Linked DNA regions of Arabidopsis thaliana: region 1 is linked to region 2. The links are chromatin contacts, called in public ChIA-PET maps. All regions are on one chromosome and are shown on one strand. The core of a region is the stretch at or near the end of the contact, and the rest is flanking DNA. Distances in the headings are between cores, read along the strand shown.

The links. ChIA-PET counts read pairs in DNA pulled down with a chosen protein or histone mark.
Region 1: a contact with region 2 is called in an H3K4me3 ChIA-PET map of shoot, with 11 read pairs. The contact joins the promoter of SMT1 here to the promoter of AT5G13590 in region 2. A contact is called at or near these places in 1 of 2 datasets of contacts at active chromatin or transcription factors (shoot) and 1 of 3 other capture datasets (seedling).

What each region holds. Positions count from the first base shown.
Region 1 is chr5:4,425,188-4,429,902 of TAIR10.1, forward strand. It overlaps SMT1 (sterol methyltransferase 1), which reads right to left and starts at 2,137. Exons shown (of 14, transcript NM_121374.4): 1 at 1,789-2,137; 2 at 1,615-1,705; 3 at 956-1,022; 4 at 636-709; 5 at 451-535; 6 at 311-366; 7 at 115-169; 8 at 1-34. The coding sequence starts at 1,679. It overlaps AT5G13720 (Uncharacterized protein family (UPF0114)), which reads left to right and starts at 2,596. Exons shown (of 4, transcript NM_121375.5): 1 at 2,596-3,027; 2 at 3,130-3,207; 3 at 3,294-3,393; 4 at 3,487-4,108. The coding sequence starts at 2,773. The coding sequence ends at 3,842. SIG4 (sigma factor 4) reads right to left here. Exons shown (of 4, transcript NM_121376.4): 2 at 4,682-4,715; 3 at 4,297-4,497; 4 at 3,908-4,232. The coding sequence ends at 3,945.
Region 2 is chr5:4,377,107-4,381,723 of TAIR10.1, forward strand. It overlaps AT5G13590, which reads right to left and starts at 2,295. Exons shown (of 7, transcript NM_121362.6): 1 at 2,086-2,295; 2 at 1,524-1,619; 3 at 1-1,444. The coding sequence starts at 1,541. AT5G13600 (Phototropic-responsive NPH3 family protein) reads left to right here and starts at 3,326. Exons shown (of 4, transcript NM_121363.1): 1 at 3,326-3,384; 2 at 3,468-3,537; 3 at 3,623-4,617. The coding sequence starts at 3,326.

The DNA of each region.
Region 1 (4,715 bases), core at 887-3,386, 48 kb after region 2:
ATGTCTTGTCGACACCTGCAAGTCGGTTTAGTTCCTGCAAAGAGAAAGATGCCAATATGAATTATAATGGACATAGCAGGAATGCATCATCTTTCACAAATGTAGATACGTTACCTTGCCTCTGGTGATCTGGTATTCGTTATTGTTGAGCCCGGTAACAACTGAATTGCTGCAACAGAGCAAACACAAACACACTTCATAATTGAACAACTATGTTCCTAACCATAAAATCTATTTCAAAACTCATGTATAGTAGAAGCACATGATGAAAAGAGTGTGTGTGCGCTTTTGGTATGTGTAGTCATTTTACCTGAATCTTGCAATTTCCCTCAACGGTCCACCAATTCCACATCCTACATCCAGTACCTACTCAGAAACATAATGGCAATGAGCATCTGATGGCGATGGCGAAGGGTCCATTTTCAAGTGTTCGGTTAAGGTTTAACAAACCTTTTGTCCTGGTTGGATGCCAAGCTGAAGAGCAAGAAAGTGCTCGTGTCGCTTAATACTCTCTCGAAGCGATTCTCCTTTCCATCTACAAACCCAAAATTCATGTCAATCAATACATATATAACTATAGTATCAGTAGCATCTATGGCTGTAAGAAAGAAAGTATATTGAAAGTCAAGAATTACCTTTGTGCAAAATGGAAGGATTCTCCCCATCCGTACTCATAAAAGCTAGTAGCAAGGTCATAGTACTTATTAACCTGAAAATTTAATCAGGAAATACTCATTCCAACAGGCAATGATTTGTTAAAGAAATTCAATACCTAGCCTAGTGAAGTAGTACTTTAACTATTTTAAATATGATCTCCTGGAACAATATAGGCTTTTTTAGTTGTCGCATATTCTCAAAGTCAGGAGACACAACTACAAGGAACAGGCGTGTCTCAAGGTGGTGAAAATTTTATAAAATGTAAAAAAAAAAAAAAAAAAAACATTTTTGAATTTACCATGTCAGTATAATTGGCTTTTCTCTCTTCCTCGTTTCCTCCATGGAAGACATGATATTGCTCATACCTGAATCACCAAATCACTAAAAATTAATAATGTCCAGGACAAAAAAAAAAGTCCACCAAATAACATTTTTTTTTTTTTTTTAATTCATAGAACTCTGAAAAACTTTGGCCAAAAAAAACAAACCAATTGTTCTATATAGATAGATAGATGAAGTCAATGACAATAAGATTGGTGGTCGGGCCCTCAAGAACGTGACAGTAGTGAAATACACGTCAAATGGATCTTTTATAGAGCCAAAAACGAAACTAGGGACCATCTCTCACTCATCATTTTTCTTTTTTCTGCTGTATTGAAAGCTCAGTTCCATGAAGCATTAAAAACCAAAACAAACATAAAAACAGAGGCGAAATCCAATGCCATCATGGTATTCGTGGAATTGGTAAAAAGCGTAAACGTATGGAAATAGTAGGCTCAAAATATACGTTGATTCCAAAAATATGGAGATGCTACACAAAACAACAATCAAATCTTAATCTTAGGAGTTGATTATAGATAAAAACCAACGAGATCAATATGCATGAGACGAAAAAAGCGAATTGTAAGTGAATCGGAGATGGAAACTACGATCAAAGAAGAAGGGAGAAGAAATTACTTTTCGACGGCGGTGAGAACATCGGATTTATCGATCTTCCCACCAAGATTCGACGCGAGATCCATAGCACTTATGCAACAACGGACGAGATCTGCAAAAAGTGAGACTGAATCAGAATAAGGATCAAGGAGAAAAGAGAAATCGGAATCGGAACACACATTGGAGGAGACTTACGAGAGAGAGGATAAAGATGAATCGGAGTGGTGGGGAAGAGCTAAAGAGGCACCTGACTGGCTTTAGTTTATAACTAGTAAGATAGAGAGGTCACAAGCCGTCAATCCCAGCTTGGCAATGAGAGTGTATTACCATTATATCCTCTCTACTTGTCCAAATTAATTATGAAATAATTAGAGCCTATATAACTCTACTCTCTAGTGTTAAGCATATTCTCCACTATCTCGTAATTTATTCTAGTATAAAATAAAACCTTTACTATAGAATCTCACCACCTACCAAGAACAGGCGCGACATTCGAGTGGTTAATTGGTTTTAAATCTAGATCAAAGATTGAATCTACCTACTACTTCCTTGATCTTCTGTTTTTGCCATCCTGATTCCTGAATGTTTTTAAGTGTTTGTAGCAAGAATATTTGACTTTCTACTAACTCCAAACCTGGTTTAAAATTTTGTGAAATATTCAATGGTTTCAAGAGAAAAAAAAACTTAGAATTTTTTTACTAGTCCACTACTTCACTCCTACTTTAATCTCTAAACTCCAAATTCTGATTCTTAACTCATACTGTATGGTCTGTATATGTTTATAGTTTATACACATGGGTATCTCAGGAACAATTGCTATTTTTATTTTTATCAATATTATCGGATTTGATTACATGTAAAACACAACAACAATAGTTAGTCTATGTCAACAATAGTTAATTAGAAAATGACTAATCTACCTATCATTTAATTAAAAAGTTATAGATTACGTTGTGATTAACTAGAGTAGTACTAATAGTTAGTCTATGTCATGATTAACGTAGGAAACTAGGAATTGACCGTTTGGGTTAAAATTCCAAAGGAAAAACCAACTTCAACCACACACCACATATTTCTCTCCCGCCTAATCCTCCGCGTTCCCAAGCCGACGCGCCGATCTTTCTTCTACTACTTGTCCTCCGGCAATAACAAACTAACCATTTCGAAAAGTAATTATCTATGGCTCTCTCCTCGTTGATCTCAGCCACTCCGCTCTCCCTTTCGGTGCCGAGATATCTCGTGTTACCCACGCGCCGCCGTTTCCACTTGCCGTTAGCAACTCTTGACTCATCGCCTCCAGAGTCATCCGCATCATCATCGATTCCTACCTCGATTCCCGTCAACGGAAACACGTTACCTAGTTCTTACGGAACTCGCAAAGACGACAGCCCGTTTGCTCAGTTCTTTCGCTCCACCGAATCCAACGTTGAGAGGGTAATATCAATCAAGCCTGTTTGTCTCTTTCTTCTTCTATATATTGATTTTGAGACTTTAGAATATTTGTTCTGATATCTGGTTTCTTGGTGGATGGAGCAGATAATATTTGATTTCCGGTTCCTAGCGCTTTTGGCAGTAGGAGGTTCGCTGGCTGGTTCGCTACTCTGCTTTCTCAATGTAACTAACTTGTGGTCTAGTTTTAGTCTGAAATGTTTTGCCACGCATACACCATTTTAGTACTAATCTCATGGCTCATTGTGTAGGGGTGTGTCTACATAGTGGAGGCATATAAAGTCTACTGGACTAACTGTTCAAAAGGCATCCATACCGGCCAAATGGTTTTACGCCTAGTCGAAGCTATCGGTAAAACTAATTTGCTATATATATGATTATGATATAAGCCTGTTTGTTTAGTTATAATACTCATATATACTTGTGTGTGAAATTTGATTGCAGATGTTTATCTAGCTGGGACTGTGATGTTAATATTTAGTATGGGTTTGTATGGACTCTTCATCAGTCACTCGCCTCATGATGTTCCACCGGAATCCGATCGTGCCCTTAGATCCTCTTCCCTCTTTGGTATGTTTGCAATGAAGGAGAGACCAAAATGGATGAAGATCAGCTCACTTGATGAGCTTAAAACCAAAGTGGGACATGTCATTGTTATGATTCTGCTAGTGAAGATGTTCGAGAGAAGCAAGATGGTTACTATCGCCACCGGTCTAGATTTGCTTAGTTATTCCGTTTGCATCTTCTTGTCCTCTGCTTCTCTGTATATCCTCCATAATCTCCACAAAGGAGAGACATGAACCCATATTATGTACAGACCCAATATATCCAATATATGTGTTTACTCTGTTTTTTTGTTTAATTTGCTATTAATGATTATGAAGAACCAATTTATTTGCTTTTTATTCACTAGAGGAATAGTATATTTTCAAATCATTCACATTATGTACATTCCGTAGCTTCTTCAAAGCAATGCCATTGATTTGTCTCACCCTCTCTCTCGAAAGCTTCAGCGACTTACCTATCTCTTCAAACGACATAGGAGTCTCTCCGTTGAGCCCAAAGTAAAGTCCCAATACACGAGATTCTCTAGCGGTAAGACTTCCTAAGAGTTGCTCAATCTCATGCTTCATGTGTTCCCTTTTCACCATCTCCTCTGGCCTTGTTTCATCTGGTCCCCGTACAATTTCCTGAACATGATAAATCAGTCCAAAGTCTCTCTTAGCTTTCTATTTTCATGGAAAACTCAAGTACCTGCAATGTCATGCGGCCATTTTGAGACGCGACTCGGTCCAACGAAACAGGGGATCTGCTACGCTCCACAGCTAGTCTAACCGCGGATACATTGAGGTTTAGGTGCTCTGCAATCTCTTCACAGCTTGGTTGCCTTCTTAGTTTTCTGGTCAACACATTACTAGCTTCTGCAACTTTTGCCGTTAACTCCCACATGCTTCCCTACACACAACAAGCTAAAACGATGTATTCACTAATTACTTCACTTCCCAGAACAACATTGCATTTTATTTTTCTATGTAACAATAGAAGATGACTTGGTTCACATATAGTTAACATCTATATATGGTAGCAACTATACAATGTAACACATATTCATCTCAAACTGTAAGAATTGGAGGCTCACCGGCAATTTGACAAGTCTAGATTTATGCGCTATA
Region 2 (4,617 bases), core at 1,045-3,544:
AATTTTCTTTTGATGTACAGTCAGGATCACTCTGAACGCCTGGAATTATTGTCATTCCACTCAAGGGCATTGGTGCATTGCTGATACCATTTGAACAAGGTAAATATTTATCCTTCTGATATGGCGTAGAACTTGTAGGTAAATCAGGGATCTCATTTGATTGCATTATTGGGGTATGGGGATGATTCAACATTCCATCTTTCCTATTGAAAACTTCTGATTGAGAGAAGGTATTTGGCTCAGCCTTTATTGATATAGGAACCACTGTCTTCAAAATGCCAAATGAGGGACTATTTCCTTGGCTGAATCTGCCAATACCCTCATGTTTCAGTCCTTTAATAGATAGCCCGATTGGAGAAACTTGAGTACTCTCTGTTGCCTGCCTAACACTCTCTTCAATGATTTCTGACTTCACAGTCCTAAGGTTCACTGAACACACATTCCCAGCTCTTGCCTCTGATGTGGTAGCTGGTAGAGAAGGAGATTTCTCAATAGGAGGATATGAACTGAGGCCTAGACTAAGTGAGCATGTGGGATTAACATGATTATCAAACTGCATCAACGTCACCTTAGGAGAACTAAATCCTACACTTTCCTTCTGTCTTTCAGAAACAGACTTTGTAATAGCAGTCGTATCACGACAACTTGATCTCTCTATGTCACGAAGACTTCTGTTACTGTTTAAGAATGCACCACTTGTGCGATCTAGAGCATCTTCCCAAACATCCATGGTAGTATTCAAATCCCAATTTTCTCTGTTCAGGCCACTGTTGCCAGATTTGGTAGAAGTAGAATCTGTGTTATGAGCGGGACAAACTCCCTTGCTTAATGACAAATTCAGTTCTGTAGGCTCTTCATTCTTCCAATATGGAGAATTGTTTTTAGTGTTACAACTTAGCTGTAAGGAAACAGTCTTAGCACCAGAAGATGCTTCTGTTTGACACTCTCCTCTGAGAGTTTCCTTGTCACCTGTCTTCCGGACTATATCATGAGTCTTAAGAACAGTTTTTTCTACTTTCATCCGAGTTTGATTTGAGGGGACAACAAGACCAGCATGTTCAGCACCAACAGGAAGCTTTCCCATAGGAAAATGGATTGAACTGCCAAGTACGTTAGAACTAGAAGGGATGTCAAAGCCTGCCAATGGACTGGAGTGAATTGGAGAACTTGGCTTCTCAAATTTCACTCTAGTTTGGTCAAAAACTATGTTCCCAATGCTCTTCCCTTTACCAGAAATTCCCACAGGAACAGATGGTAATGAAGAGGTTGGTTCTCGACCAGTCATTTTCTGAGTTTCGTCAGCATGAGCACTCCTAGTATCACCTTGCTCATTAGGTTGTGGAATCTGAGTGGAGACAGCTTCTTCCATTTGCGGCTGAACAAGGTACTTCCTCTTCTTGATTGGAATATCACTGCAGCTCCATGTAGATGGTCTGATCCTAGGCTGAATGAGACAGAGGAAAAACACATCAATATGGGAATCTCAAAAAAATGTCCGAAGAGTTAAAGTGGGGAATAAACACCTCTTGGCTTCCAGACATAGTTGAACTTCGAGGGTCCTAATAAAAATCAAAACTTCACTCTTGTACCTTTTTACAGGCTAACTCCAACTAACACACCTACAAGATCAATATCATTATAAAGCAGAGAAAAAGGCAAAAGAAGAATTCAAATTCAAATGGATTTCAGATGAAACAAACATAAATCCCACAAGGTATCTATCTAACTAGACCCTAATAGACGCAAGTAAACAGTGAATCCAGAGATCAACAAGGCCCCTATAGAAAGGAAGAACAATCAAGAAGAAAAAAATGAAGTCAACGATAAGATTACAAAAAAAGTAAATCAGAAAGTAATATGGTTAGTGGAGAAAAATCTGAAAAAGTATCCAAAAAAGGATTGAATCCAATACGTAAAAACAAGATCGAAGCTAGTTACGTAAGACTCACAGAGCAGAGAGAAGAGTAATCAAAGAATTAGAGGTTCGCAAATCTACCGACAAAAACAAAATAAGTGTGAAAGAGAATAAGAAATCCAGATTTAGGGAAGAAAGAGAAAGGTGTTAGGGGAGAGAGAAGAATCTACCAAAAGAAGGAAGAGTGATGGAGAGGTTTGAGTGATAATGGATGATGAGGATGATGATGCAGTTTCCAGGAAAATTAAATAAAAAGTACAGTTTAGATATGAAATATATGAAGAGAAGGCTACACAGAGAAAGAGAGAGATGCTAAACTTTGACAAGGGCCACACAACTCTGCAGCAGCAACTTTGCCTCTTTATAACACAGTTTGACTCATCCACCCTTTTTTTTTTTTACACGGCTTTTTCAAGAATTATTTATAAATATTCGGATTTATAAAATCGATTCAGCGAATTATAATAAAGATTTGTATAAGACTGTAGTTTTTCAGAATTTTTGAAAATCATTATTACATGGTTATATGTCTATATGTTTAAATTTAGTGTTCTCATTTAAGTTTTGCTGACTAAACAGTTGTGGTCCTTGTCTCAAAACAAAATCCATTCATTTTTTTTATAATTATGATGTTTTTTTTTTTTTTTGTCATCCAAAATTAGTTAGGACTCAAACAAAATAAATATTAAATCTTATGATTATTGAAAATTAAGAAATTATATTTATTTCTAAAGTGAAAAATAAATAAAGATTGAGTATATACTGTACTTTATTGCGCCGTCGCCGGACTAAATATATGGGTGTGGTCATGCCGGCTTAATCCGATTAGTATGCCTAGGTTTAATTTCACACTAATCCGGAATTAACTCACTTACTTTTTCTGCTCTGGTCCATGGTTTTGATAATGGGCCTTATGAATTCTTTCCGTAATGGGTTTTGACTAATAAAATATTTTTTGGTGAAAAGAGCTAGCTCCACATTTAAGAGAGCAACTACTATATTGACCAGTCAAATATCTCCTACATTTATTAGTATTACTGTGGAATATTGAAAAATAATATCAAGAATTTAGTCATTTACCAAAATGAGCCAGATATTTTACCGTAAACACAAAGTTACAAAAGAAAAGAAGAAAGAGAGAGAGAGAGTCAGGCGTTACAGAAATAAAGGGAAAAACGAAAGTTGCAAAATTTTAGTAACAGCTAACTCCTGCAAACAAAACAAAAGCTTCGTCTGTATCTATCTCTCCCTTCAGACTCGGTCTCACCCCTACTTCTCCGATACAACCAAAACCCAAAATTAATTTATTCCCATTATCAACCCATATGTTTATGGGGTTTTGATGATCAACCATTTTGCAACACTTTTAGATTTGCGGAAAAACCAAAGAGTTGAAGTGAAAGAACAAAGATGGCTAGCTTGAAACTGGGTTCCAAATCTGAAGTCTTTCATCTTAGTGGTCACACATGGTCAGTCTTCTTCTTCTTCTTCAATCGCTTAAATCATTCACTAACAAAACAAAACGTTTCATCTCCTTTTGTAATCTGATCAGGCTTTGCAAGACTGGTCTTAAGCCCGATGTTATGATCCAAGTCGTAGACGAAAGCTTCCATCTCCATAAGGTACCAATTCTAATCGACTCAAAACTCTTTTGAATTTCTAAACTCATACGTTCACTTTTTTAACTTGTCTTGTTTTCAACATCAGTTTCCTTTGTTGTCAAGAAGTGGATATCTAGAAACTCTGTTCAGCAAAGCCTCTGAGACAACTTGTGTTGCTCAGCTTCATGACATTCCCGGTGGTCCTGAAACATTCTTGCTTGTAGCTAAGTTTTGTTACGGTGTAAGAATTGAGGTCACACCTGAAAACGCTGTGAGTCTCAGATGTGCAGCAGAGTATCTCCAAATGAGTGAAAACTATGGAGATGCAAATCTCATCTATCTCACTGAGAGTTTCCTCAACGATCACGTATTCGTAAACTGGGAAGATTCCATCAAGGCCCTGGAGAAATCATGCGAACCAAAAGTGTTGCCTCTCGCTGAAGAGCTTCACATTGTTTCTAGGTGCATTGGTTCTTTAGCCATGAAGGCTTGTGCAGAGGACAACACAAGTTTTTTCAACTGGCCAATCTCACTACCTGAAGGAACCACTACTACTACTATATATTGGAACGGAATACAAACAAAGGCCACGAGCGAAAACTGGTGGTTCAACGATGTATCATCGTTCCTAGATTTACCAATGTACAAAAGGTTCATCAAAACTGTTGAATCCAGAGGCGTAAATGCGGGTATCATAGCAGCATCTGTCACACATTACGCCAAACGGAATCTTCCTTTACTTGGTTGTTCTAGGAAATCTGGTTCTCCTTCAGAGGAAGGGACTAACTATGGAGATGACATGTACTATTCACATGAAGAACAACGAAGTCTCCTTGAGGAAATCGTGGAACTTCTCCCGGGCAAAAAGTGCGTTACATCGACAAAATTCTTGCTCAGGCTTCTTAGGACATCAATGGTTCTGCACGCGAGTCAGGTCACTCAGGAGACTCTGGAGAAGAGAATTGGAATGCAGCTAGACGAAGCTGCTCTAGAGGATTTACTAATACCAAACATGAAATACTCAGGTGAAACACTCTATGATACTGACTCTGTCCAGAGGATTCTTGATCACTTCATGTTGACGTTTGATTCAAGTATTGT